2 separate regions of the Sus scrofa genome follow, and region 1 is linked to region 2. The links are chromatin contacts, called in public HiChIP or PLAC-seq maps. All regions are on one chromosome and are shown on one strand. The core of a region is the stretch at or near the end of the contact, and the rest is flanking DNA. Distances in the headings are between cores, read along the strand shown.

Region 1 (2,711 bases), core at 188-2,687, 270 kb before region 2:
TCACAGTGTCAGGAAACATTCTCTGGAAAGTTCTGCACACATTTGTTAATTCTACCCTGATGTTACAAATCGTAGGAAAAAAAGAGGGCTCCAACGCATTTTCTTTTGCAACTGTCATCTTCACTGGACACACGTAAACTGGCGTATGTTCTTATTTATTTAAACCATCCACCCACCTGAGCTGCACAGGTCATGCAGAACTCCGTTCTCACACAGAAAATGGAACTTGGGAGTTCCCAGCGTGGCTCAGTGGTTTATGAATCTGACTAGGATCCATGAGGACTCGGGTTTGATCCTGGGCCTCGATCAGTGGGTTAAGGATCCTGCATTGCCGTGAGCTGTGCAGTAGGTCACAGACGCGGCTCGGATCCTGCGTTGCTGTGGCTGTGGTGTAGGCCTGTGGCTAGAGCTCCGATTTGACCCCTAGCCTGGGAACCTTCATATGCTGAGGATACGGCCCTAAAAAGCCAAAAAAAAAAAAAGAAAAAGAAAAAAAAAAGGAAACTGGAACTTGTCAGTTGAGCCAATCTCCGGGCATCTGGTGTCTAAGGCAACAGCTCCACCCCTGGAATTACAGACACTGGGCCCCAGAGGGGCCCTGGGGTCATCTGAGATGATCAAATAGACCAGGAGCTCCTACCCCGGTTTGCCCAGGCCCCAGAGCCAGTTGGCAGTGGGCTGAGGCTCACCCAGGGCCCGACTCTTGTTTCAAAAGCCGCTTAAAACAGCACCCGAACCGGAGTCTGCCAACAAGAGATTTTAGAATTCAGTTTCCAAAGGACGCTGGTCAGCCAGACCCTGAGAATTACATGCGCACTCCCTCATGTGGGAAGGTGGCAGGAGTCAGGAGCAAGTGTAGCCCTCGCCTTAGCTATAGAACAATACCATAAAAAAACCGAGTCTGTTACACGCTGAACACATACGTGGGAAATACAAATAAGGAAGAAGAATAAAGCAGGGCTCGGGTTCCCTCCCTGATGCTTCACACCAGCTCCAGGCACTTCTGGATCCTTGTGTAATGTTCTCTCTCTCCCCCTCCTGCCATCTACACGTCTCCTTTGCTCCCTTTACCTGTTCTAATTCTGTGACCCGGATCTACTCCTGTTTCCTTTCTCCCGATGTCCATTCCTGTAGCTGGGGGCGGGAATCAAGGGCCACCACTCCAGGTCCCGTCCGAGCCAGTGGTATTCGGTTTCCCTCATCTGCTAGGTGGCTGTTCCTCTCCCGAGCATCTTCTCACCCTCTGATCTGCCAATGCCCCCCCCGCCCCGGCCCACACGCCTTCCTTGTGCTACCACGCTGCCTTGTGCCAAAGAAACCGGTGCTTCCTGTAAGGACTGGAATACCGTGAGTAAGAACGGGGCAGGTAGAATACCTTTGGGAGTGAAGCATTAGCTCACAAAGTATCCCCCCTCCCTTCCCCAATGACTCAGACGAAGCCAAAAATGTTCATGCGTGAAGGAGCCTTGCCGCCAGCATCGGGCTGTTCTAGCCCCACCCACCCATAAGGCTCGCGAACCTCATTTGCTGCTGTGGCCGCGGTGTCATTTGATGATCAGGTTGCCATGACAGCCCAGTGGAGCCGGTTTCCAATGAAACCTGCCTGCACTTGGCAATTAGACACACAATGAGCAAAATTCTCTGAGCTTCTGAGAAGACGGCCCCTCAGGATTTGAAAGCTTGAATGCCGCCGAGGGTACCTCCCACTCCAGACTAATGGCTTTCTTCTCCAACTGCAGGGCAACTGTAAGACAAAGATAAAGGGGGAAACTGGAACAGTTCCTAGAATAAAAGCTTGCGGGAGCCTGACTCACTAGCAGACATATTTAAAAGAGGGAAGCGAGAGTCAAACAAAGTAGCGCTGCTGGGAAACCAAGAAGCCTGAGAACCAAAGTCTCACTGAGGTTTCCATGAGGCTGTGGCAGCCTCTTCCTGAAAGAAGTGGCGAGGCCAGGCCCCACTGGCCCCGCCGATCGCAAACCCCAACCCCTGCCTTCACTGGCAAAGGACACACGCTGCTGAAACACTCTGTTGCCACTCTTGGTTTCTCTGCTTTGAAAGAGTCCACACACCCAGACGTGTTTTCTTTCCTGCTTGCTACAAACCAAACCGGCTGACCCATCTCCCTCTTGGGGGTTCCCCCACCCCCAGCCAGCTGCTCCATCTCACTTGTGGGGAGAAGTGCCGGCGAGAGGTGTGGGTCTCAGGTTCACCTTGCCCTGCTCCCTGCTCTGTCGGCAGGAAAGAAGCTGTTCCGAACACAGAGTCCTGATGCCAGCTCGGGGTGGGGGCGCTGGTAAGAGATGCCAAGTCGGTGTGTCTGGGAAATGGAGCAGTTAATGATTAATGTCAAAAGTAGGTGAACTGAAAAGGGAGCGAGCCAATTCCTTGGTCCCTTGGCCTTAAGGACAGTAGGTCTGGAGATAAAAGTTCCTCACAACAGACAGAGCCACGGCCGCTTCTGAGCTCCTCTAAAATGATGGAAAATGACGCCCACCAAAGCACAGCTCAGGCACAGCAGAGACGCCGAGACCCCTGCCGCCCAGGACGAGCCTGTCACAGACTAAGGATTCTGCTCAGGGCTTAACCTGAAACCACTGCCAAATGTGCTGCATCAAAAGTCCCTCCCACTTAGCAAAGCAGAAATGAACATTTCTTTCTTCAATGCAGCAGAACCTTTTTTGGATGCTACTGTGTGCCCCACACAGGGC
Region 2 (2,938 bases), core at 271-2,770:
GCTAGACTTCCACTTTCCATATCGCTGCTAGGGGCTCCCCACCCCCGCCCCATGGAAGACAGGTCCTCTTCTCCTTTCGTTTCCTTTTTTTTTAATCATTGTAACTTTGTATGTATCCATGGATAAAGTTTCATAACTTCATAAAAATGACCATAAAGAGGCTTTACATATGTTTCTTTTGCTTAACCTTCTCCCTCTCCCCATGCCTCGCCCTCATGATTCTCGACAGTCATAAAATCACAGACACACCTAGACATCCACAGGGCTTTGATGCAAGTGACAATATTTTCTGCCTCTTAACCTTCTGACTCAAATCATAAGCTTATAGGGATCCCTGTAAGATATTTACCTAGAAAACAGTTAGGTAGCGCCTCTCAGGGCCAGGCACTGGCTCTAAACACCTTCCACATTAGTTGCTCATTTAATCATCAAAACCCTATCAAATAGGTACAACTTTTATGACCCTCCTTGTACAGGTGATGAAACTGAGGCACAAAGGATTTTTTTTTTTTTTTTTTTTTGGTCTTTTGGCCATTTCTTGGGCCACTCCCGCAGCATATGGGGGTTCCCAGGCTAGGGGTCCAGTCAGAGATGTAGCATCCGGCCTACACCAGAGCCACAGCAACACAGGATCCGAGCCGTGTCTGCAACCTACACCACAGCTCACGACAACGCCAGATCGTTAACCCACTGAGTAAGGGCAGGGACTGAACCCGCAACCTCATGGTTCCTAGTCGGATTCGTTAACCACTGCGCCACGACAGGAACTCCCACAAAGGATTTTTAAAGGCGTATGCCCGGAGGTCCCGTTGTGGTAACAAACCCTATTAGTACCCCTGAGGATTTGGGTTCAATCCCCGGCCTTGCCCTGTGGGTTAAGGATCCAGTGCTGCCAGGAGCTGCAGTATAAGTTGCAGATGTGGCTTGGATCTGGTGTTGCTGTGGCTGTGGTGTAGGCCGGCAGCTGTAGCTCCGATTTGACCCCTAGCCTGGGAATTTCCATATGCCACACATGTGCCCCCCCGCCCCGCCCTGCAAAAAAAGCAAAGTTATGTTTCTTGTGATCTTTCCATTTTATGTATTTACAAATAAAAATATATATTGATTTCCCTTTTATACTTAAAGATAGCAAATAAATATTGTAGCAAAGATACTCAAAGATAGTGAATATATGTTGTATTGTACTTTTTCCACGTATCTTTAATTTCTGGACCTTATTCTGGACTGTGCTGGTACATAAGAGCTGCTCCATTGGCTCATTTTTGTTTTTTCAAAGCAGCAGAGTACTCCTTTGTGAGAGAAGAGTGTCATACATTCAGTCGGTCTCCTACTGATGGGCATTTAGGTTTTCAACATTGTGCTATTACCAGTGATGCTGCAATGGGTAACATCATTTTCTCCATGTGTGAGCACATCTGATGGATAAATTCCAAGAAGTACAATTGCTGGGTCAAAGGTGACTTGCATTTAACCCTTAAACACAGATTGCCGCATTGTCCTCCAGAGGGACAGGACCCAGTTTCCAACCCCACACCCCCGTGGGGCAGGAGCCAGCTGTTTCCTCACCAGCACACACTGTTAATCAGCAGTGATCCGGCCAACGCACAGGCGGAAAAACGGAATCTCGGGGTGGTTATCATTTGCATTTATTTTATTATGAAAGAAGTTGATTTTTTTTTTTTTTTTTGGTCTTTTTGCCTTTTCTAGGGTCACTCCCGCCGCATATGGAGGTTCCCAGGCTAGGGGGTCTAATCGGAGCTGTAGCCACGGCCTACACCAGAGCCACAGCAATGCCAGATCCAAGCTGCGTCTGCGACCTACACCACAGCTCACGGCAACGCCGGATCCCTAACCCACTGAGCAAGGCCAGGGATCGAACCCGCAACCTCATGGTTCCTAGTCAGATTCATTAACCACTGAGCCACGACGGGAACTCTGAGTATTTTTTTCTGATGTTTAAAATTCCCTTGTATTTTCTTTGAGGTCCACTTATCTCCTTTGCATTACTGCTTTTTATTTGCAAATCCCATAGAGGTTTGTAGAAGAAAACAGAGAAGCCTCTAAAGGAGAAAATCAAAGGCACCTTCATGGCACAGCTGGAGAACTACTATTGACTGTGCCACCACCGACGCATTCTCATTCTCCAGCAAGAACAATGGAAACAAAGCCATTGTCTGGACGGCCAAGAAAAGACAAGGGCACAGGGGAACTGGCTAGCAGGTCAGGGTCCAGGTCTGCAGACCTGTGTGGAGGGTGAGGGGCCAGGAATCCTGCTTTAACCCCCACCCTCCCAAAGACATCCGTCCATTCACTCCTTCATTTGGTGAGACACGGTCTCTATGCCAGACCTGGGCTGGGTGTGGGGGATGCTGGGTTCTGGGGACAGATGACAAGGCTTGACTCTTGGAGTACCCTGTCTAGGGGGCGCATGGCCAGTGAAGAAGGAAACTTACAAAGACTGGATATTTGCAACCCCTGATTAGAACCTGTAGGGGCAGGAGACTGAGGCCCAGAGAGGGAGAGAGACAGCTTGGGGTCACACAGCAGGTCAGCCAAGGCACTATGTTGGGCTTTCTAAACTCAGATCTGCCCGAGTCACTGCCTCGTCTCCTGCTCCATCATGACAGCTGACAAAGACTTCAGGAATTGGCCTTGGCCTCTTCCACCTCCAACCTTACATTTACATAGTTGCCTCAGCCTGAAACACCCTTCCCCTAAGTTCTTCCTCTTGGCTTTTTCGGGTGTGTTCTTTTAGCTATTATTAAGCGCTTAGCCCATACTTAGCATTGCAATTTCTTTTCTTTTCCTTTTTGTTTTTTTTTTTTTTTTATGGCTACACCCGTGGCATATGGAAGTTCCTGGGGCAGGGATTGAATCTGAGCCACAGCTGTGACCTATGCTACAGCTGTGGCCACTCTGGATCTTTAACCCACTACTC

The links. HiChIP or PLAC-seq counts read pairs in DNA pulled down with a chosen protein or histone mark.
Region 1: a contact with region 2 is called in an H3K27ac HiChIP or PLAC-seq map of alveolar macrophages. The contact joins two enhancer-like sites. A contact is called at or near these places in 1 of 5 promoter capture datasets (liver), 1 of 47 Hi-C or Micro-C datasets (liver) and 2 of 2 datasets of contacts at active chromatin or transcription factors (alveolar macrophages and skeletal muscle).

Annotation. Positions count from the first base shown.
Region 1 is chr1:268,560,002-268,562,712 of Sscrofa11.1, reverse strand. All of the region lies in intron 2 of SLC25A25 (solute carrier family 25 member 25), which reads right to left. Among named protein-coding and RNA genes, the nearest start is that of SLC25A25, 30 kb to the right of the region's middle. Within about 2 kb of position 1,437, at least 64 of the 83 cell types and tissues checked have an H3K27ac peak or open chromatin away from gene starts, as enhancers often do. A contact at or near this core is called in alveolar macrophages, where this site is marked.
Region 2 is chr1:268,293,048-268,295,985 of Sscrofa11.1, reverse strand. All of the region lies in intron 2 of FPGS (folylpolyglutamate synthase, mitochondrial), which reads right to left. Among named protein-coding and RNA genes, the nearest start is that of FPGS, 13 kb to the right of the region's middle. Within about 2 kb of position 1,520, at least 2 of the 83 cell types and tissues checked have an H3K27ac peak or open chromatin away from gene starts, as enhancers often do. A contact at or near this core is called in alveolar macrophages, where this site is marked.